Regions from separate parts of the Mus musculus genome. Here all the other regions are linked to region 1. A link is a contact called in public HiCAR-type, HiChIP or PLAC-seq, Micro-C and promoter capture Hi-C data. All regions are on one chromosome and are shown on one strand. The core of a region is the stretch at or near the end of the contact, and the rest is flanking DNA. Distances in the headings are between cores, read along the strand shown.

Region 1 (2,998 bases), core at 305-2,804:
TAGCTAAAGAAGAGTAATCTTAGTTTCTTGGTAATCAATCTCATGTCCCAAGACCATGTAGGGGGAAATATACATGTTAAGCAAGCTCTCTACCACTACTATTTCTCTTGTCTTCTTTTTGAGACAGGCTTTCAGTAAATTTCCCAGGCTGCCTTGAACGCACTCTGTTGCTCAGGCAAGTCTTGAAGTTGCAGTTCTCCTCGGCTGGGCTTGTGTTCTTGCCTTTCACCCACCTCCTGGCCTGGAGACTTGGGAGTTCTCACTTTTCGATGATCTAAACTAGTGTTTTCTGTCTCCTCTAGATAGATCCTTTGCAGGTGAGGTCATGTGCAGTTATTCTCCCAGCCTGTCTCATCCGAGTTTCCCTTACACCTGAAGGTTCACGTTACACAGCTCCTGTTGCTCTCTTGAAGTCTTGTGATGCCCTTCTACTTAACACCCTTGCGCAGACTTAAAAGGTCTGAGTTCTGCACGCAGTCTCTGCACCTTTCCTTTGATGACACCCCCCCCTTTTAAAAAACAAACTGTTCAAACTGGATTTAGCCTCCTCAATGTTGCACTTGAAAGAAAAGCGTATTTTTGCCTGTAACCTCTTGTGATGGCTTTCAGAGGCTTACCAATTGTGGTACCTACCGTGGCACCGCCCAAACAATAACTCTTATTGTTAATTTCTAGGGTAGGTCAGTCAGATTCGGAGAAACTCGGGACATCATCCGTATTCTGCTATGTTGCAGGAATTCTCTTAAACGTCACCCATTTACCTCTGTAAGGGCACACGGGATGACCCGGGCGTGTCTCCACCTTGGGAGAGGCCCGTTGGTCGGTCGGGCGCAGCGCTCTGGGGCTGCGTCCTTCGCGCCCCTGGCAGTCTCAGCCTTCCCTCGCGAGGCGCCGCACACCGAGCGCCTCTCGTGCAAGGGCGAGGGGTTCGTAGAGTGCGAGTCCGTTAGGCAAAGTGGGGTACAGGACTAGCTCGGGCACTGGCAGCCCATGTGGGTCGGGACTGACCCCCTAAAGCGGGCAGGTAAGGGGACTGGTCCCAGGCGCCCCACGGAGATCGGGGATTTGGGCGCAGGGGGCGGGGCGGTACCCAGAGGAGGTTTGGCACAACCCGGCCCTCCAGCTCCTACGCGTTCTGAGGAGAAAGGGCATGGCTTCCTTTTCTTCGTGGTGTCTTTCAAAACCGACAGGAGCGCGGATGAAAAGCTGCGGATTAAGGGTAGAACTACCGCCCCTGCAAACCTGAACGAACTCTGGATTACTACCCAGTCCCTGCGGGGAGCTGATTAGCGCCATTCCCCTCCCCCACTCCGGCGGGTAGGTCTAGAGAACGGTTTGAAGGTAGCCGCATGCGCATTAAGTAAAACAAGAAACCGCTGAGACGCCAAGCGCAATAATTGCAAAAAGGCGCAGGCGCAGAAAGAAAAAAAAAAAACAACCAAAAACACCTCGGTCAGTTTATGAAGAGGGCTGAGCCCAAACGCATGCGTGTAATAATAGGACGGCGGGAGAGAGCTCGGGGTTTCTTAATACGCATGCGTCCAATCTCTCTGTGACGCAAGTGGGGCGGGGCCGGCAACAGGGTGCGCGTGCGCAGAGCTTGCTGGAAGGGCTTTATTTAGCCTGCGCAGGCGCCCGCTTATCATTTCTCCTCAGCCACGCCGAGGCTTTTTGTGGAGGTGAGTGACTTTCCGTCTTCGACTGCTGCCCGAGCTCTCCACGGACACCTCTTTGGGTGACGATTGCTTGTCGCTGAGCTTAGGTTCTAACCTGAGGGGCCGTGGCAGGCGCAGGCTGCCCCTGGGAGCCGCGAGTGTCTCGCCGGCGTGGCAGCGCCGCCTAGGCCTGCAGGCCGCGCCGCTTTCTATTGTGTGAGATGTCTGAGGAGGCGGAGCGGAAGCGGCGGCCGCCATTTCCTCGTCTCAACCGTGGCTGTGGGCCAGGGTCTTATTAGCTTGGCGCCTCGGCCCTGGGCGCACTGGGCGGCTTTGGGCATCGGGTCGCTAGCCGAGGCCGGGTTGCATGCTTGAGTCTCCGGGGCCCAGGCATCCTGACGGGCGGGACTCGCATGGCGGCGCCCGGTGCCCGCTGTGCGCCGTGAAGTGGGAGGGCCATTTAAATGCCTGTTTTCTCAGACGCGTTCCTGACCCCCACCCCCACCCCGCAGCCCCGCAATCTGTGTGGACGCCAGGACCACCGAAGGGACGATGATGCTGGGAGCAGAAGGCGGAGAGGGCTTCGTGGTGAAGGTCCGGGGCTTGCCCTGGTCCTGCTCCGCGGATGAAGTGCAGCGCTTTTTTTCTGGTGAGTTGAGGCGGGAGTTGTCAGTGGGGCCCGCGGCTGGGCCGGGCCGGGCCGGGTTGGGGCGGGGCGGGTCTCCCGGGCGCCCCCTAGCGAGTCGCGGCCACCAGCGGTTTCCCCAGGCGGCTCGCGCTCTGTTGGCCGCTGTTACGCAATGGTAATTGCGAAATCCGCACCCCCCCCAACCCCCTTGGGGATGCTGGTGGCCCTGCTGAATTTGTTTTCTTTTAAAACTTTTTCTGTCTCTATGCATCAATCTGTGCATTCTGGAGTAGTCTAAGAAAAATTTAAGTAGGGAAAGATGTGATTTCTTCTCAAGTCGTGTAAGGTTTTGTAAAAAGGTACTTGTAGTGTTGACCTTACCATCTGAATTTAGCTGTGGTAACAGAAAACGATCTGTAAATCGAGCCCCAAGTATACTGCAAGCAATTGCAGGGGGCCGTTGCCGTCCGGGTTTGAGTTGAACTGCAGCTTGGAGCCTTTAGTTGTTAACATTGGTCCCTTTTCGGATGAATATTGAGCTGGAGTTTGGATTTGAATGAAATTGTTATGTGGTTGCTGATAGAGGGAAGCTGACATGGTACCCAAACAAGAAAATGCTGTGAAGTCACCAGATCCAGATGAGATTATTCTGAGATAGTGTACCAAGAGATGGTTAATGGAAACTTAGAGGCAAGGTGGTAGCTTCATTTGAACT
Region 2 (3,013 bases), core at 384-2,883, 1.7 Mb after region 1:
TCTTGAAGAAGCCCCTCCCCTTTTGTGTGTGCCCGCCTACTTCCTGCCCTTCAAGACAGGACCAGTTCTTGCTGAGTACAGGGCAATGGAGAAGAATAAGACAAGACAGCACAGTGAACATGGCTTTATAACTATGGGCACCAAACAGTCTTTATTTAGTCATCTCACGTAGCCTTAACTCTTACTCCTGTTTGTTTTGGGGGGCTATTCACTGCAAACCAGAGTCAGAATTTGAGCTGAAAGGACTGGCAGAACAAGTATGTATGGAGGCGTCTAGAAGAGTAGATCTCAGGTACTTTCTTCGGGAACTCTAGTGGGAGGTACCCACTAGAGAAAGCAGAATTGGTCAAGCCAGTTCCCCTGGCCAAGCAGGTTGTCCTTGATAAAGGAGGATTTTCATCCCTGCCATTTGTGGATGGGGCCACTGAGGTCCTCTTGTAGCTTGTGGGTCAGGGTGTCTTCTGATGCTCTGAGCTGTGTCTTCTCCGGTGTGTGACAGGCTTGACTGTTCCCCACAGTATAGCTAGGTCAGCTCTTGCCTTGACCTTCATGGATAACCATCCTTTGGCTTCTCTCCCAGACTCTGGAGGGGAGCAGTGTATGACTTCCATCCATTCCATTCATTTCCAGCCAGGAACATTCAAGCTCCACCAGGGCAGTAGCCCCTTTCTGTCTGCATGACCCCTTTGTCCCCTAAGCATGGGATCTGGTCAACAGTTGATGCTCTGTAGAGCCAAGTATCTCTGTGAATGCAGACAGTGCAATGTGAACACGTTTCACAAGCCTCAGAAGAGATTTATAACCAGGTCGAAGGCTGATCCTTAAGAATATCAGCTTCCTTTACAGAACACACGGTAGCTGCTTCTACCAGTACCAGAACACAGCCCTGGCTTGTTCCTCTAGAATGTAGGACAAGATTATTTCCAGTGGGCACAGGTCTCGGAGAAAAGTGCACACCAGAGGTGTTGAAGGCCACAGGAGAGGAAGCAAGGCTTAGGAAGAGGCCAGGATCGAAGGCCCACTTCGGCCCCGCCTTCGTGCAGGGACAGGTGTGTGCTGGGGGTGTAAGGTGCGCGGGCGACACATCCCAGCAGGTACACCTTCCTTCGCCCACGAATGACCTAATTATAGGAGCCTGCAACGGCCAGAGGTGGGGAAGGTCACTCCAGGCAACCTGCCACTAGGCTTGTCCCCAAAGGTGTGTGACTCCCTTGTGGTTCCCAGGGCTGCTGGACTAAGCGCCTTAGGGTTGCCTTTAGTCATCAGGCTGGCAGAGCCCAGACCACATCTGAGAGGTATCACCCAGAGGCCTTCCAGAAACACCAGGTCACAAGGAATAAAAACCTCGCCTACACGGACTGCTCATGCGCCGAGACCGCGCAGGCGCCCTGCGGAGCCTGGGACGCCAGGATTAACCAGCACTGCGCTTGCTCGGACTCGCTTCTTCCCTTCCCCCGCCGCCCTCCCAGCGGGAGGACCACGCCCCAAGAGCGAAGCCACTTCCTTCGGCAGCCAACTCCGCTGCGCTTGCGCCCCGGCTCCACGGTGCGCAGCTCTGGGTCCCGGCCCCACTCCGTCGCCCTCCCCGCGGCTCCCTGACGCTGGCGTGACGTCACCACGCCGGGCGGCCGCCATTACAGAAAGCCGAGTCCCGAGCTAGGGCGAGCGGAGGAGGAGGCACAGCGGCCGGCGGCCGAGCACTGCGGAGCGAGCCAGCGGGCCGGCGCCAGCGCCCAGCAGCCGCCTGGGGCCGCAGAAAGCACCCCGGGAGAGCGGCGGCGGCGTGTGCGTGTGGCCCGGGTGCGGGCGGCGGCGCGGGAGCAGCGCGGAGCGGCAGCCGGTTCGGGCGGGCGGCATCATGGACGAGAAGTTGTTCACCAAGGAGCTGGACCAGTGGATCGAGCAGCTGAACGAGTGCAAGCAGCTCTCCGAGTCCCAGGTCAAGAGCCTCTGCGAGAAGGTGAGCTGCTCTCGGCCGCGGGTGCGGCCTCTGCCCGGGCCCGCCTATCAGGAGGCCGCGGGGACGGTGCAACATGGCGGCACGGAGGCCAGACCCCCGAACCTAGCAGCCCGGCGCCCGGCGCTGCCTGCGGCGACTCGCGAGGGACCCGGCGCCCCCCGCCTCCCGCGCGCTGATTGGATGGCGCCGCCACCGCGGCCTAAAATGGCGCCGCGCGCCGGACTCCGGGCTTCGGAGCCTCCGGGCCGAACCCGGCCCGACCCTGGGAAGTGGGGCGGCCGGGACCCTCGGTGGCCCGGCGAGGGACTGGCTGGGCTTTGCGCCCGGGAACGGGTTCCGGACTCATGGAGTCAAAGCATTGCGCTTGCACTCGGGCTTGCTTCGTGGAGCGGGCGCTGCCCACAGGGTCCCCCACAGCAGGGCTTGTAGGCCAGACCCCAGCGCCTATGGAAAGGTCACCTCGCTTTCCTGTCGGTCTCCACGCCTCGGCTTCCCCGGAGCCCTGTTTAAAGTGTGTGTTTAACGATTATGAAGGGAGTCGCTAACCCAGTTCCTACGAAGGTCATAGTGGTAGTTTGAAGGGAGGAATATAAAGTTTTCTTAGTTGGACAAATGGAGGATTTGGTGAGTCATACTACAACGAAGAGCTTTGGGATTGGAAATACAGTGTCACATTAATTTATGATGTATATGCTGACTCAAATTGGGTAGTGTGAAACCCTTCTGTGTGTAACGTACTTGGCGTGGAGCCATTTATTTTTGAATGAGCAACATAAACGGGAAGAGAGTCAAATTTTTTATCCTCTCTGGTTGCAAAAGTTTCTTGGATTGTATTTTTGTGGCTACAATCAGCAGTAGAAATCCCCGTGTTGACCGATTTCTCTATTTCAGACATGGAACTGAGTCCACTCCTTGAAGTGATAACTCGGTATCTCAGGTTATCTCATTCCATTGGTTTTCTCCAAGAATTGGGGAAGCAAGTTGTTCATGTTGTATTCTTGAAGTCTTAATTAATGCAATTTTCTATTAGAAAAATGTGTCTCCACTTCATTT
Region 3 (2,884 bases), core at 113-2,612, 1.1 Mb before region 1:
TGCCCACAAGGGCCCTTAAGGTACTCCCACTTTCTGCATAATTCCTGGTGTCTGGTACGAACAAGTTAGTGAGTAACACTCAGTAAGCACAGACCTAAAAGTCCCGGTTACCTTGGGGACTCTGGAACAGTAGTGATGAAGTCTGTAGGTAGGAGGGTCTGTCTGAGGTTGAGTATATCTAGTAATCAACTGGCAGTGCCTCTGCTCCCCTCATGGGTGAAAGATCCAAGGGTGGTTGGAGCCAAGGCTTATGCAGAGGGCCAGGCACAGCAGGATGTGGGAGCCAGTGGGGGCTGTGGTACCATGGTGAGTGGACAGTAGGGATTCCCAGACATCTCTGATTCCAAAATGGTCCTGTCAGTGAGATGTGGCTTACTGTGAGTTGCTAATAATGCACGGCTCAGATCTCAGAAATAGTTTGTGCTCCGGGGCCACTGCTGACATCTAAATCAGACCCTGAAACTCCTGGTTGTCATCTTTCCTCCCCCACTCAGGCTGCTTGAGGCTCTGATTGAGGTACTTACCAAGTACTCTGTTCAGTTGGGTCCTGATGAGTCTCCCTGCCCCTCCCATGTTTCTTTTGCTTTAAAAAAATACCAAGGAATACAGATCCAGGGGTTTCCTTCCCCCTCCCATTCATTTTTAGGGTTACTCCAAAAGCCTGTGATTGATTCTTTCCTTCCTCAGGACTTAGGTTCAGTGTACAGGCCTGACTTTGGTTTCCCCGCCCATAAAGGGGCACACACACACACACACACACACACACACACACACACACAAGACAGAACTGAAACGGCGGCAGGCTGGCTCTTACCCACCTTGGGCAGCAGGTGTTTCCTCCCTATCTTCCCTTTTGAAACCGAATACTTGTTGCTTGCACACCCTCACCCCTCTCTTGCTGTTTTTTTTTTTCAACTAATAGTCTGCAACTTCCCTCGCATAGAGGAATGGTTCCCAGGTTCTTAGAATTGAGGTTGGTGAACGCTCTTCTTGCTGAGGAAACGCTTCTAACACCACCAAGTGCTGCACCCCTCAAAGTCGGTGAATCTCTAGATTCACTGGGCTGGACAAGGGACACTCTTGGGAAAAGTCTTTACTGGACAAGGCTCAGGGTGTGAGTGGGGTTGGCATCTACACAGGAGCTGCAACTGAGAGGGAAAGGGCCTCAAACAAACATCTCTGCTACCACTGCCTTTCGAAGTTGGGGGACTTGGGAAGACCCGTTGTTTAGATCTTGACCGGTGATCAGGAAGTCAGCAGTAGAGGAAGGCCCTGGAAGGAGGGGCCAGCGCGGACTCGCCCGTGGCAGGGCGGGGACCAACAGAGGGGCCTAGGGGCTGGGGAGCGCCGCCCCGCCCTCCCGGGGAAGGACCACATTGCCGGCTAGCAGGAAGGCCAACCAGACCGGACGAGGCCGCTCCAGCGCTGGGTGTTGCCGGTCCGGGGCGAGCCTGGTTCCAGGCGGGGTGAGTTGAGAGGATCCGGTGAGCTGGGCCGGGGGACGCCAGCGTCCTCAGTCCTGGGGCTTGTCCCAGGAGGACAAGGACCCCGGAGGAGAGAGGCCGCGCAGCCAGGGGAGTCGGGTCTGAGTCCCGAGTGTGCTCCAAAGCCAGGGCGGTGAGAGTGGCGGGCCCGCCCGGGGCCGCGCAGCGCGCAGTCTCCCCCACGCGGGGAAGTGGGAACTTAACGCACAGCTACAGGATTCCTGGCCTTCAGCTGCTAGAGGGAGGGTGGCTTCTCCAGGAGGAGCTGTTGTGAAACTCGGCAGGAGGGCACCTTGGGTGCGGGGCAGGGCAGGGCAGGGCAGGGGAGAGATGGGGTCGCCCTGAAGAAGTGGGAGACTGGAGTGGAAAGTGGACTTTATGCAAGCCTCACCCCAGCGTCCAGGCTTCATAAGTTACTAGGGCTGGCTTTTGCTCAGCCACAAGGAAAATTTGACTCAATGTTGAAATATGTGATTTGGCAAGAAAACTTTTTTTCCTAGCCTCCTTTCTAGTATGTTTGGAACAGGGGGCTCCCAAGAGGTGCAGAGCCCCCCCATTGTTCAAAATGTGGTTCAGAGGGACTGTGGCCCACCCATTCGAGTCTCCATGGAAGAGTGGCCTTCTGGTGAAGCTTCTTTTTCTTTAACCTTGGCTACTGTAAGGCTCTCGTGCTTGAGAATATTGCTGGCCAGCTTGATTGCCTGTCATTAGTACTATTTAGACTAGAGCGTCCTTGATTCTGGGGTCTTCCCGTTTCCAGTCACTAGTCCTTGACTTTTTAGCATGGAGATCACCAGTAATGGCAACATTACATCCCACTTCTGTTTCTCAGAAGGCTGTATTACAGTGTGTTCAAACTCCATGTCATTGCAACAGGTTAAACTCACTTTCTGCTTCGGACGTCAAGGTATTGCCATTCTAATCCAGACATCAAGGGCGGTGGAGAAGACAAAAGTCGGTTGTCTGTTTACAGAAGAGGAACTGAGGCAGTGGTTCTTCAGGTAACGGCTTCAGGGCTGTCTGTCTGGTGCCAGGCTATAGCAGCATTGTGTTTCCCTTTGACCTGTTCCCAGGTGAATAGCCTGTATCCCTCCTAGGTCTTACCCTCTATACTCTTGAATTATTTAGCATATCTACTCGGACTTCTTTTCAGTTCTTCTTCCCCTCTGAAATTATGGAGCCTGGTACATCATACAGAGTCTAACAAGAAAGTAATTCACTTAGAGAGCCGTTATCTGTGATGGACACTATGTGCTCTGTACTTGTTTAAGCTGTGCTTGCTATCATACTGGCAAAGCAGAAACAGGAGGGACAGTTCATCAACGGTTCTTCCATTTCGAGACTTAGTTGTAAGGCTAGAGTAATGGTTGCTCTACTGCTCCTGGCTGGAAGTTGACTAT
Region 4 (2,955 bases), core at 173-2,672, 1.6 Mb after region 1:
AACAAAAAACAAACAAAAAAAAAGCAAGCAAACAAACAACAACAAAAACCTGTCCATCTCACAAAGTATGTTGTGATTTTTAAGTGGACACTTGGCAAACTGGTCAACCTCAAGCAGATTAGGTCACTAACAGGACTGAGAGGGACGAATTTACTGCTTCATTCCTCAATTGTGTGGCTAAAATCAGCAACGAATTAAATGATGAAGTTGTCCAGGTCCCAAGACAATAGCTTCCAAATGCCTCATAAAGGGCTTTTTTTTCTCTCTCTCTCATAAAGGGCTTTATAATGGGAAAGTTGAGCAGTTGCTTCCTGAGAGGCAAATCTAAGTTTTTATATTACAGATTTGTCTCAATCACAGCGGGTCTGCCCAGAAAGAAAACTAGTATCTAGTCTACTGTTTCTGCACTTGTACGTTTCCAAGGAGAGGTAAACAACTGGGAGAGGTCATCTTCTTCCTTCAAGCCCCACATTTCCTATAAACCCCTATTTTCCAAAAGGAGGCCCAGGTGGAGTATCAGATTAGCTCCAGTCTGACGGAAGGCATTTTTCCAGGCTGGGGAGGCTATAGATAGGCTTTTATTCCGCGGCCAGATCTTAGTTCCAGAAGGCACTGGCAGGCCAAGTGGCTAGCTCCAGGCCCAGGTTTCCCGAGCCAGTTCTCAAGGTCCTTCCAGGTGGGCGGGGGCAGATCGGGTTTCGGGGGATGGGCTAACCACCTCCGGACCTCGCGCAGCAGACCCCACCCTCACCACTGCAGAAAGGGAGAGATTTGGGGCAGTATTCACCCCAACCTCTCACTACCAACAGGAGATCACGGGGCCCTGTAACAAAGCTGGACTGGTCCGCCAGGCGAGGCCGGAGCCTCAGGAGCAGCTCACTCGCACCACCTGGGGAGGGGACACTGCAGGGTGCAGAGGCGGGAGGTGAAGCGTCTGCATCTGCCCTAGGTGGGCCTCTGGGACACCTAGGCCCAGCGATGGCCACCTTCCTACTTTTGGGGGGGAAGGGCAGGAGGCTGTAGTACCGACCATCTTTACTCCAGACAGAGGGAGGTATGAAGCGAGGGAGTAAGAGCCACCGGGAAGCCGGGACTGCCGTGGGTCCCGCAGGCCCACTGCCCGCCTCCTCAGGGTCACCAGGAGGAAGATATCCGGAATCCCCGCCCTACAGTCCATGGCTTCGGGAAGAGGCCGTCATATTGGGCTAAGACGAGGGCCCTTACCGCTTGAAATCCCGCATGAGCCTCCTACGGGCCGGGGTCGACATGCTCCGCAGCTGCCCCGCGGTCAGTCTGAAAGAAAAGAGTCCCGTTCAGCCCCCCCACCCCCCGGCGCAGCGGCCGAATCACTGTGGGTCGCCGCCGCCACCGAGACTGCACAAACAACCCTGCAATGACGTCTCCCTCCGCCGCCTCCAGATCCCTCCGCCCTCCGCCAGTACCACCGCGGGAGGGGGGAGAGGGGGCGGGGCGAGCGGGCGCGCGCGCCGCACCGGAGGGGCAGAAGGCGGCCTTCCGGGCTTGTTGCTTGCGGGCAACTACGGAGGATCCGCTCCGTGCTCACGCTGAACACGGCCCGGCCCAACGCCCTCGGAGCCCACACGCTACCTCGCCTCGCTCCCCCCGTCGCTAGTTTCAAGTTCGGCCGGACGGGGAGAGAGTGGTGCATCCGGAGCCTGAGATTTCGGAGGAGAGGAGGTGGGGGGGGGGGTGACGTCAAGTCACGTGACCGCCAGCGCCGCTGTCAACAATCCACCCCTGAGGGGGAGGGAGCGAAGTATCTAGAACCACGTGTGCCTGTGACGCCATCAGAGCAGGTCACGTGATGGCCTAGCCTGGCTCTGGTTTCAGGTCTAACAAAGCAGGTCCTTGAGTATAAGGAGTTGACACCTCTAGTCATACATTATTCTTTTGGTCCCAAAGTACTGGGGCTTTGCAAAAGGAGACATTGTGGAAGGAGCCGCTTGCATTCTGAGTCTTTTAAAACGGAACAACAAAAAAAAAATCTGGACTTAATTCTGTGTTTCAAGTGGCTTAGCAACTCTGGTACGTGGGACAGGTACTGAAAGTGTGGCAAAGCCTTGTAATGAACGGCTTTGAATGCTAGGTCGGTGCAAATGAGATGGGATTAAGGGCATTTGCATCAATAGCCTGTTCCTGCTAATGGAATTTCCATACTTAGAATTTATACAGAAATGAGAGTGGAATAGATTGCCCAAACCTTAAAGACTCCATCTATGGAGTCTTTGAATTGGAATCTGTGAATTTGCCTGCGGTGGGGCACAATTGTGTTTTTCAAGAAGTGAGTGGGTGTGATTTTAGAGCATATCAATGCTGCTGGTTGTCAAAGAAACCTACAAAAATGATTCAGATCAGGGGAGAGATCCTGCAGACATGGGTGGGAGTTAGAGCTCGACTCTGAGGTAACTCATTACAAGCTTTATACAATAGCAAAGAGGGACCAAATGGACCGGAAGTGCGGTGTGGGGGGTTGATTCATAGCCGATTCCCGAAGCATTGACCACCACAGCCCCCAGCTGGCTCCTGGAATTTCCGTGCTCAGCTTCTAGCCCTGTATTGGGGATTTGTTAGTTCTAGGGACCGGAACAGTGTAGTAGATGCGGAATTCTTTAACTCAAGAAGGGGGAAGCGCATGAGACTCCACTGCTCACTCTTTCACATGGTTCCATGAAACCAGGAAGGGTTAACCTTTTTCACTGTCCTTATCCCTTCTTCCTTCAAACAATTCTCTTGATTTAAAATGACCTTGAGAACCCAGCGTCTTGGTGCATCCTGCCAATCCCACCATTCGGAGAGTGGAAAGGATCAGGAGTATAAGGCTAGCCTCAGTGAAGCAGGATGGTAGCCACCCTAGGCAGCCTGAGCGTCTCATCCCTCCCCGCCAAAAAGTAACCTTGAGGATTGTCAGGTATGTCTTACTCTTGATAGCCGCTG
Region 5 (2,984 bases), core at 107-2,606, 1.3 Mb after region 1:
AGGCTTGAAAGAAGGAATCACACGCTGAAAGAAGACTCCGCTTTGAGGACCAATCTGGATTCCCACAGTAAAGCCCTCTATACTACACCCAGCTGTCCCAGCTAGGGGTCACCTTCCACTAGTATACTCTGCTGTCTACGTAGCCTGCCCAGCCCCCCATGCTTGTTTCTCCCAAGGGCAAGGTTGAGAGGGATGGAACTTAACCCCCCTCCCAGAGATCCCTCCTGCCCGCCCTGGGGAAAGAGGTAAGAAGAAGAAATAGTGGAAGTGGCGCAGGTTTAGGGACTCTTGAGCTCAGGAAACTGCTAGAGGCGGTGTCGGGAACTAGCTGGTCGCTTTCATTCAGTCTTGCACATACACACCCACACGCAGCCAGTCGGCAGAGAAGCCCTGCTTGTGAGAGCCTGGGAGGAGGCTCATCTCTAGGTCCAGGAGGGCCTCCCGCCTCTGCTCCCGCCCAAGGACAACCATTCCCAATCTGTATCTTTGGGTTGGGTATGTCCCAAGCTCCCATCTTAATACTGAGATACCTTAAGAGTCCTGGTCCTTACTTTTGTCAAAGGCTAAAGTCAGGACTGGAACAGAGTCCCAGACCTTGGGACGTCCCCTGTTCGCAGGTCCCCAGGTGAGGACCAGACACAGTAGGGGGCTGAGGCAGGAAGAGGGTACCCTGAGGGTGAGGGCAGGTGAGTGGTGTCCCCGGGAAGGCGGCAGAGAAGACAGGTTGGACATCCCGGTGGAACTGCGCCCAGGAAGGCTGTGGAGGAAGCAAGGGATCCCAGAACTACCGGAGGCCCTCCTAGCTACCCAGGGGGCGGGGTGGGGTGCACGTCTCCCGCCCGCCGTCTGTGGGGCCTGCTTAGAGCTGGTGCAGGGGGCGGAGGCCGAGGTCAGACTCCTGCGCCAAGGGCGCCTGCCCCTCCTAGCTGCGGCGTGGGGATCGGGGCGATGCTCCACGGAAAATGCATTTACAGGTCAGCCTCGTGCGCGGGAGCAGAGGACACCGGGGCGCGCACAGCATCCTGCCAACCCCCGCCGGGTGTCCGAGAACGACCTCAGCGACCCGCCCTACCCACTTACCATGCTGGCTCCGTGAATCCTAGGGCGCGCTGCAGTCCCCAGCTCGGTCTCGAACCTTTCTCTTCCCAGGCTCTTCGGGAACGCGCGGGAGCCGGATCGGCGGGCAAAGGACGCACTGGGCGACACTCGTCCGCTGGCCCCAGAGACGGAGGGAAAACCCGGCCTGACTCACCCGCGCGGCGCGAGCCCCAGCGCCCAGCCCGGCCCCCGGATGTGGGGGGCGGGAACCGGCACCGCCCCCGAGCGACCTGAGCCCCGCCCGGGCTCGCGGGTGCTGCGGGGCCGGGACCCCACCGCTAGCCGCGCATGGTGCAGCGGCCACCGCGATGCGTGCTCGTTCGCTCGCTCACGTGCAGCAGCTCTGCAGACCCCAGCCCGGACGAGGCTCTAGAGCGCGCGCCGCACTGCTTGCTGCTCCTCCTTCTCCTCCTCCTCCAACTCGGGCCTCGCCCGCCTCACCCGGTTTCCTTCCAGAACCAGCTTCCAAACTGGCTTGCTGGGATGGGTTGGTCAGGTCTCTGCCGCCTCTTTCTCAGGTAAGCGCCACTTTCCTCGTTTGAGAATAAACCCAAGACGCGCTCTAAGAGCCGAAGAGGTGTAGTAGGCGTCTACAGTAGTTAGCCGCTGGACTTTTATTTTGGAGGGAGGTTGATTTACCTGTGCAGCCTTCTAGGGGCGGCAGGTTCAGATGCCTTTAGGGGCCAGACTGATAGTGTAAATGAGTCATATGGGTTGGGTAAGCCAGTAGCGGGGACGGAAACCGAAGGCTGGACACTCAGACACGTTCAAGAGTAAGAAGTTGGAACACCTTTTCTTCCTTAAAAAGTTAAACATAGATGTGGGGTGGGGTGGGGTGGGGTGGGGTGGGGTGGTAAGGGTTGTGTATGGAGAGATGGTTCAGTGGTTAAGAGTACTTGCTGCTCTAGCAGAGGACCCGGTTTTGGTTCCCAGCAACCACGTGGTTGCTCACAATCCTTTGCAGCTCCAGTTCCAGGGTATGGAACGCCCCCCCCCTCACCCCCACCCCCGGCCCCTGGGGGCATTACTCGCACTGGGTGCACATTTACTCACGCTGGCACATACACGTAATTTTGTTGTTGTTGTTTTTAAGATAAAAAAAAAAAACCAAACCAGTAAGTTAAACAGATTCATGATAGCATTTCCACTCCTGGGTATATGACTAAAGAAATCAGGTATGCCAACAAGTGCTTGCACTCAGATGATCATAGCAATCCTGTGTATAACAGTCAAAAGAAGGACACAGGTCAAACCCTCCAGCAATTAGTGAAAGGATAAACAGTGTGGTCCAACCATACAGTGGAATATTACTTACCACAGAAAAGGCATAGTGCCATTTCATGCTACAACTCAAACCTCTAACAAGTGATGGTAAGTCAAAGAAACCCAGCAGAGACCATGTGTGAACCTTTATGGACAGAATGCAGGCTAGTGCTAGAAGCCACAGGGAGGGAGAAATGAGGATGATCCTTGCAAGTTATCGGGTTTTGTCCTGGAATCAGGTGGTGGTGACAGCACTTTCCTTTTACATTGTCTTACAGAGGGCTGGGGTGTGACTCAGTAGGAGAGCATTCTCTCAGAGGCTGCTTGAGGCCCTGGGTTCAATTCCCAGTACCTTAAGTTAAAATGGATAATTTTGTATCAGGCAAGTCAACTTCATTTAAACAACAAAACATTACTGTGGCCCAGCAGGTACCGATTTGCCGCCTCTGTTTTCTATTTCTACCGTAGTCAAATGTTAACAATGGATTTTTCTCTTTAAGAAACCTCATTCACAGCACTTGGTATCTCAGTCATGCAGGGACTGCAGGTATATGGGGGAGCGGGGTTGCCTGAGACAGATGAACATTGACCATAAGAGCACACGTATGGTCTTGGGGACCTGA
Region 6 (3,019 bases), core at 473-2,972, 1.4 Mb after region 1:
TGTGTAGCAGTAATGCTTCCCAATGCTGTCCCCATATTTACTGCTTTCTGTATGTTATTCTGTTATTCTGTCTGGTTTTACACAGGGTCTCATGTGGTCCTTGTGGGCTTCAGACTTGCTATGTATTCAAGTGAGGCCATCTTGGAACTCCTGACCTCCCCATGTCTGTCTCCCAGCTGGAATTACAGGGGTGCACCACCAGGTTTGCACTGGTTATTGTTTCTTCATAACACTGATTGATTCTGAATATTAGTCCCAAATGTGCAGATGCAGGAACTGAAAGCTGAAGTGACTAGTAACTCATGGGGACAGACCAAGTGTTGTGGCGGCTTCTTCTTCTTCTTCTTCTTCTTCTTCTTCTTCTTCTTCTTCTTCTTCTTCTTCTTCTTCTTCTTCTTCCTCCTCCTCCTCCTCCTCCTCCTCCTCCCCTTCTTCTTCTTCTTCTTCTTCTTCTTCTTCTTCTTCTTCTTCTTCTTCTTCTTCTTCTTCTTCTTCTTCTTCTTCTTCTTCTTCTTTTTATGACAGGGTTTCTCTGTATAGCCCTGGCTGTCCTGGAACTTACTCTGTAATCCAGGCTGGCCTCAAACTCAGAAATCCACCTGCCCTTGCCTCCCAAGTGCTGGGATTAAAGACATTTGCAACCACTGCCTGACTTAAGTGTTGTATTTTACAACTCTGCCCATGAAATAAAAACTGGTAATATGGTACGATTGAGATTCTTCAAAAAAATGATCTGAGTTTTTATTTTTCTGTTCTTCCATACTTTAAATAATAAACATGTCACCCTTTGTTCAGTGTGGTGTACTTGTGGAAGTCAGATGACAACTTTCCCAGGAGTTGATTCTGTTTATTCAGTTTGTGGGTTCCAGGGATTAAACTCCTAGTTGTCACTTGATGGCAGATGTAGAGTGGCTATGTAGAGAGACCCTTTCTCAAACAAGACAAACAGGACCCACTTTTGTGTGTGTGTTACAGGGGACTGAACTCAGAGTATTTTATAATCTAAGGCAGGCATTCTACCATTGAGCTCTATTTCCAGCCATCTCCCTATAAAAGGTGTATTTAGGTGGAAATTAAGAAAGACATTTTAATATAGGCTTGAGCACGAGGGTTAAGAGCAAGGGATGTTCAGAGGACAAATGAGACACGTCCAAGAGCAGGGTGTGGGCTTTCCAAAGAATTGCAGGAAGTAAAACATATCCTAGCATAAACTCAAGGGTCACTCAAAAGATGTAGTTTTAGGAAAGAGATGCCAAGTTGGACCTGGTGCTACAAGGTTGCAATCCCAGTTTCTCAGAAGCAAAGGCAGGAAGATGATACATTCACGACTTGCCTGAGCAACTTTGTGAGATCCTGTTTCAACATTAAAATAACTAAAGGGTGGCAAATGCGTTTTGGTGGTGGACTGCAACCCCCTATTACTGAGAGGGGGGAAAAGAAAGAAACAGCCTGGTGGTGGTGGTGACCCATACCTTTAAGAGGCAGGTGATCTCTTAAGTTTGAGGCAGCCCGGTCTACAAAGTGAGTTCAAGGACAGCCAGGACTACACAAAGAAACGAAAAACCAACCAACAAACAAACAAACAACCCCCCCCCCCCAAAAAAAAAATCTCACATGCCTCTTGGGGTTGGAGTGAAGTGGTCCGGAGCACAGGGATTGGTGGCGAGACCGCAAGGAGGCGGAACTGAGGGCGAGCGGGGCCTGGGACCTGCGGACTGTCACTAGCGAGGCACCCGCCGACCCGGAAGGAGCTGAGAAGAGCTGGGGCCCTGGCAGCCATAGCGCTTTGCACAGCCGGCTTGGAGCGTGTAGGACGGGCACGGAGCAGGGTTGCGTTCTCTGAAGTCGCAGGTGAGTGGCAGTGCCCTCGTCGGGCAAGAGAGCGGGCGACAGCTGTGGCCCTTCGGAAGGCCACTCTTTATGCTGCCCACTCACCCAGAGCTCTTGTCTCGGGTCCTTCGCGAACAGGGAGCCTGTTGTTTTGGGTTTTGTTTTTGTTTTGTTTTTTTCACGCAGGGTGAGGGACAACACCGATCCCTACCTGCGGAAACCGCTCTAGTGGCTCTAGGGGTAAAACAGTGGTTGCCACAGGGCAAGTATTTCAGGAAAGAGTGAGAGTACCGCACGCGAGACTCTTTTCCTTCCCCTGGCCCTCAGTTTCCCCATTTGGTAGGATGAGCGAATTAGGGGTCATAGACAGCTGGAGAGGCTAGGACGGCTCTGTGTTGTCCCAGTAAGTGTGGCGGTCACTGGGCCTCCTCATTCTCCGTACTTACCGTATAGCTCAAGCCGGGTTGAATGAAGGGGAAAGATACTAATGGGGGGAAAAGTCAAGATTTTACGATAAGATAAAATTTATTTTGAAAGGTTCAAGTGTAGTCTTGTTAACTGAAGGAAAAAAATTTATTAGGAGTTTAACGTATTGGGATGAAGTAAATTGAACTTACTGTCACGTATTTGAACATTCTTAAATCAAGCTCTGTGTGGGTGTCATCTTACCTTGAATGTCTGTGTCCTTTGTTTAAATATTGGTCAGAGTAGTTACAGTGAAAAAGAAGGTGCCACCTGTACAGCACCGCAGTCTGCTAAGGAAGACACCCCTGTCAATTATTTTACAGGTGACCAATAAGGGTGATTTTACAGTTTGCCAATGATGAGTGTCATCAGTCAAACAGGGCAATGCATGCCTACCATTGCACCTTTTGGTACATTTGGGTTTGTGACCACAATATTTTGACCTTTAAAAAATTTTTGTTTGAACATAGGCAGGCACTCTGACCCTACAATTCCACCTACTCAAGAGGGCAGGGGCATCATTTGAGCCAAGTCTGCCTTCGAAGATCTTATCTCAAGAAAACAAAATTGGTCTCAGAGTTAAGCTGCTCCCAGGCATTTCTGAGTTTACAGAAAAGGAAAGTGTCCTTGTTGTCAGGATGTTAGAGAAGCGATTCTGTAGTTGTGAAGTTTTGCAGTTTGAATACGGTGAACTCTAGATTTCCTCTGCCTTGTGCTATTGGAG
Region 7 (2,942 bases), core at 104-2,603, 1.2 Mb after region 1:
GATTAAGAGGTGGATATAGACGAAACTGAGCCTAGGACAGACAGCACAAGCGACCTTCTCTCAGTCCATAGAAGATGGACACATGACTTCTGTGGCTTTCCTTTGTCCCAGCCAAGTCTGGGCCAGGACCAGCTGTGTCTGACCATGGCAGGAGAAAAAAAAAAAGAAAGAAAAGAAAAAAAAAGAAGCCTCTTTCCAGTAGCTCTGCCTCCCTCAGGGTTTCTAGCCAGGAGCAGAGCCGGGAGCCCCATCTGGTACCCAGCAGGCACATACGCTAACAACCAGAGCTTGGCAGTTTGTGCCAGTTACATGTGGACAAGGAGCAGCGTGGTGGGTGAGAGAGGAGCGGGAGCATCAGGTCACAGGGAAGTGGGCTCAGGTCACAGGGAAGTGGGCTCAGGTCACAGGGAAGTGGGCTCAACTCTCACTTCAGCCTTAACCTCTCATCCATCTGTCAGGGGTTCCCTGGACCCAGGGGAGAGAAGGGTGACCGAAGTGAACGTGGAGAGAAGGTGAGGGGGAGGGGAGGAGGGAAATGGGGCAAGCAGGTGGAGAGGTGGAGGCTGGGCCTAAAGCTGCAGGTTCCGGTTGCTGCGGGACCCTGAGGCATCTCACTGAGAGGTGGTGGAGGGGTCCTGAGCCCAGCAACCACAACCACCCTACCATCTCCTTCTTACACAGGGGGAGCGAGGAGTTCCTGGCCGGAAAGGCGTGAAGGGCCAGAAGGGAGAGCCGGGCCCACCAGGCCTTGACCAGCCATGTCCTGTGGTAGGTGTCTCAGCAGGATGGAGCTCCAACCAGCTATAGGGGCCATAGTCAGCATCATAGCTCCTTGTGCTGTGGTCCTGATATTCCTATCAGCATGGCTGAAAGATGCAGCCACCTGTGGTGATGGAGGCCTGGCCAGTAAGGGCTTACGGCCCCTGGTAACTACTGTCTTCTCTCTACTCAGCCTCAAAGCGAGATGGGTCAACCTTAGGTAGGGGTGGAAAGGATTTCTGGGTTTTCTCAGCATCATCAGTAATTTGAGGGTGTCCTGGAAGAGGGCTGGGGAGCTGGGGAGGGAAGTCTAGAGGATTGACAGATTTGATGGGGACAAAGTCAGTGAGTGTCAGGCCCCTCTTTCCCCACCTTGACCATAGCTGCCTAAGATCTCACTGGGGTCTGGCTTCCCCTGGACTGTGGGATGGGACTTCCTCAGTCATTGGGAAAGTCAGGCCACGCTGCCTGCCCTAGGTCTCTCATTCCCCTTCCGTACTTTCTCTCCAGCATCTTCTCTTCCACTGACAGCCTAGCCTCTTCTCCAGTCTCCTCAGTAACCACACAGCTCCTTCCTCTTCCACTCCCCCACTTACCTGTTTCACTTCCTGCTGGCGGTAGCTCTTGAAAACCCACCAAGCCTGGTAGTGAAACGCCCACAGTTCAGTTCCTGTCTTCTAGAAAACCGAAAGGGTTTACATATCAGGGTCTATAAGTAAGGTGTGTTCAGAAAGGACAGGCAGAAAGAGCTAGGTCTCCACACTAAGCCAGCCAGATGTTCGCTCCCAGGCAGGACTCTGAGAAGCAGGCAAACGGGCCCAGTCAGGGACCTTTGCTCAGTCTCCTGGCCTCCAGTGAGTTCCTTCCACCCTCTGTACCTTCCTCTCTTCCCCCCAGGTGGGTCTGGGATATTAATGTGAGGGATGGGGGGGGGTGGGGGGGGAAGCTTGGAATCCCAGCATTCAGGAGCTTGAACAGGGGGATAGAAATTTTGAGGCCTCTGCTACATAGAGAGTCTGTCTCAAACACAGGCAGCCGGGACTAAGGAAAGGCTCGAGTAGTAAAGCGCTTGCCTTACATGTCTGAGTTCATATTCCCAGAACCCACATGGAAAGTTAGGCATGGTGACGTGTGCTGTTGTGGTAGAGACAGTTAAATCTCTGGAGCCCGCTGGCCAGCTAGCCTCACTTCCATGCCAAAGTTCCAGGCTAATTGACACCTTGTCTCAAACAAAAGTTAGAAGTTGCCTGAGGGCCTGATTTCCACACTCATGTATACACACACACACACACACACACAGAGAGAGAGAGAGAGACAGAGACAGAGACAGAGACAGAGACAGAGACAGAGAAGATGAAGAAGCCAGTCCTGCTTCCACAGAGCCTGGACCCAGACTTCCTCCAAGTGAGTAAGCCTTTGTCTTTAATACAGGAACATCCTCGATGTGGAGGCAGGCAAGGGGCGCCAGGCTCCCCGGGCCTTGTGAAGGGCATCAGGCCCTGCCCTGTGGTACGCAGTCTGGCTGCTGTGTGCTGTGTGTGCAATGCTGGAACTTTTGGGCTGCTTTGGGCTTCTGGTTCTGGTCCCTCTCTTCCTCATTTCTGCCTTCTGGTGCATTCCAAACTTCTCCTCTCCCCATCTTCTGGTTCCCAAACTGTGCCCCAGCATGGACTTGGAAGGGGCTGGGTGGGGGGGGGGGGGTGCCGTGCATTTTCCCTATACCTGTGCTTCAGAACAGAGTGGAGTATTTATGCCTCAGGCTCCCCCAGGGACTTTACATTTTTTTAAAATTAGGTATTTTCCTCATTTACATTTCCAATGCTATCCCAAAAGTCCCTCATACCCTCCCCTGGGACTTTACATTTTGTTTGTTCATCTCCAGCTCTCCAACCTTCCAGGCCTCTTTATGTCCAATGGTTGGGTGGACATTGTTGGGGTCTCCAGACGACCCCACCTTTAATGCCCAGAGTTCACCCTGATGACAGTCTTCCTCCCAGATCTGATCAAAGTGGAGAGATGCCACTTCCTGTACCCTCACTCAGAGGCCTTCCTGCCTAGAGCTCAGGGCCCCCTGGATGTCACTCCTGGGAGGCAGGAAGCTTTGCTATCCCTTCGCAGGACCAGGCCCTCTTCTGGCTGGCAAGAGCCTGACACAGTGCCCATTATGTCAGAGCGTCCTGTTT

Evidence for each region. Promoter capture Hi-C pulls out the DNA fragments that hold promoters and counts their contacts. Hi-C and Micro-C count contacts between places; a contact is called where the count stands out from the background. HiCAR-type assays count read pairs that join an accessible place to other places. HiChIP or PLAC-seq counts read pairs in DNA pulled down with a chosen protein or histone mark.
Region 2: a contact with region 1 is called in a HiCAR-type map of astrocytes, with 2.4 times the contacts expected there. The contact joins the promoter of Ppp2ca here to the promoter of Hnrnph1 in region 1. A contact is called at or near these places in 1 of 39 promoter capture datasets (embryonic stem cells) and 1 of 115 datasets of contacts at active chromatin or transcription factors (astrocytes).
Region 3: a promoter capture Hi-C map of pre-B cells shows a contact between it and region 1, with 4 times the contacts expected there. The contact joins the promoter of Mgat1 here to the promoter of Hnrnph1 in region 1. A contact is called at or near these places in 3 of 39 promoter capture datasets (the C10 cell line, hematopoietic stem and progenitor cells and pre-B cells), 1 of 484 Hi-C or Micro-C datasets (CD4 T cells) and 1 of 9 other capture datasets (liver).
Region 4: a Micro-C map of embryonic stem cells shows a contact between it and region 1, with 9 times the contacts expected there. The contact joins the promoter of Ube2b here to the promoter of Hnrnph1 in region 1. A contact is called at or near these places in 5 of 39 promoter capture datasets (embryonic stem cells, hippocampal neurons, liver and 1 more), 1 of 484 Hi-C or Micro-C datasets (embryonic stem cells), 1 of 115 datasets of contacts at active chromatin or transcription factors (thymic regulatory T cells) and 2 of 9 other capture datasets (adipose tissue and liver).
Region 5: an H3K27ac HiChIP or PLAC-seq map of acute myeloid leukemia shows a contact between it and region 1, with 6 times the contacts expected there. The contact joins the promoter of D930048N14Rik here to the promoter of Hnrnph1 in region 1. A contact is called at or near these places in 5 of 39 promoter capture datasets (cranial neural crest, embryonic stem cells, hippocampal neurons and 2 more), 1 of 484 Hi-C or Micro-C datasets (B cells) and 3 of 115 datasets of contacts at active chromatin or transcription factors (acute myeloid leukemia, astrocytes and embryonic stem cells).
Region 6: a contact with region 1 is called in a HiCAR-type map of astrocytes, with 2.8 times the contacts expected there. The contact joins the promoter of Sar1b here to the promoter of Hnrnph1 in region 1. A contact is called at or near these places in 1 of 39 promoter capture datasets (hippocampal neurons) and 1 of 115 datasets of contacts at active chromatin or transcription factors (astrocytes).
Region 7: a contact with region 1 is called in an H3K27ac HiChIP or PLAC-seq map of acute myeloid leukemia, with 8 times the contacts expected there. The contact joins the enhancer-like site here to the promoter of Hnrnph1 in region 1. A contact is called at or near these places in 13 of 39 promoter capture datasets (the 3T3-L1 cell line, the C10 cell line, the HPC-7 cell line and 7 more), 1 of 484 Hi-C or Micro-C datasets (the N1E-115 cell line), 5 of 115 datasets of contacts at active chromatin or transcription factors (Th17 cells, acute myeloid leukemia, astrocytes and 2 more) and 2 of 9 other capture datasets (embryonic stem cells and liver).

Annotation. Positions count from the first base shown.
Region 1 is chr11:50,376,124-50,379,121 of GRCm38.p6, forward strand. It overlaps Hnrnph1 (heterogeneous nuclear ribonucleoprotein H1), which reads left to right and starts at 1,555. Exons shown (of 13, transcript NM_001347487.2): 1 at 1,555-1,679; 2 at 2,168-2,304. The coding sequence starts at 2,208.
Region 2 is chr11:52,097,191-52,100,203 of GRCm38.p6, forward strand. It overlaps Ppp2ca (protein phosphatase 2 (formerly 2A), catalytic subunit, alpha isoform), which reads left to right and starts at 1,634. Exons shown (of 7, transcript NM_019411.4): 1 at 1,634-1,960. The coding sequence starts at 1,859.
Region 3 is chr11:49,249,190-49,252,073 of GRCm38.p6, forward strand. Mgat1 (mannoside acetylglucosaminyltransferase 1) reads left to right here and starts at 1,363. Exons shown (of 3, transcript NM_001110150.1): 1 at 1,363-1,466; 2 at 2,361-2,485.
Region 4 is chr11:51,999,069-52,002,023 of GRCm38.p6, forward strand. Ube2b (ubiquitin-conjugating enzyme E2B) reads right to left here and starts at 1,423. Exons shown (of 6, transcript NM_009458.5): 1 at 1,225-1,423. The coding sequence starts at 1,268. It also overlaps a transcript of Cdkl3 not described here.
Region 5 is chr11:51,649,598-51,652,581 of GRCm38.p6, forward strand. D930048N14Rik (RIKEN cDNA D930048N14 gene) reads left to right here and starts at 1,357. Exons shown (of 4, transcript NR_027958.1): 1 at 1,357-1,616. It overlaps N4bp3 (NEDD4 binding protein 3), which reads right to left and starts at 1,476. Exons shown (of 5, transcript NM_145974.3): 1 at 1,081-1,476. It overlaps Gm30058 (a long non-coding RNA gene), which reads right to left. Exons shown (of 2, transcript XR_388627.1): 2 at 2,493-2,984.
Region 6 is chr11:51,761,941-51,764,959 of GRCm38.p6, forward strand. It overlaps Sar1b (secretion associated Ras related GTPase 1B), which reads left to right and starts at 1,723. Exons shown (of 7, transcript NM_025535.2): 1 at 1,723-1,851.
Region 7 is chr11:51,576,393-51,579,334 of GRCm38.p6, forward strand. It overlaps Col23a1 (collagen, type XXIII, alpha 1), which reads left to right. Exons shown (of 29, transcript NM_153393.2): 26 at 459-512; 27 at 682-768. Among named protein-coding and RNA genes, the nearest start is that of Phykpl, 6.9 kb to the right of the region's middle. Within about 2 kb of position 1,354, at least 68 of the 459 cell types and tissues checked have an H3K27ac peak or open chromatin away from gene starts, as enhancers often do. A contact at or near this core is called in the HPC-7 cell line, the N1E-115 cell line and acute myeloid leukemia, where this site is marked.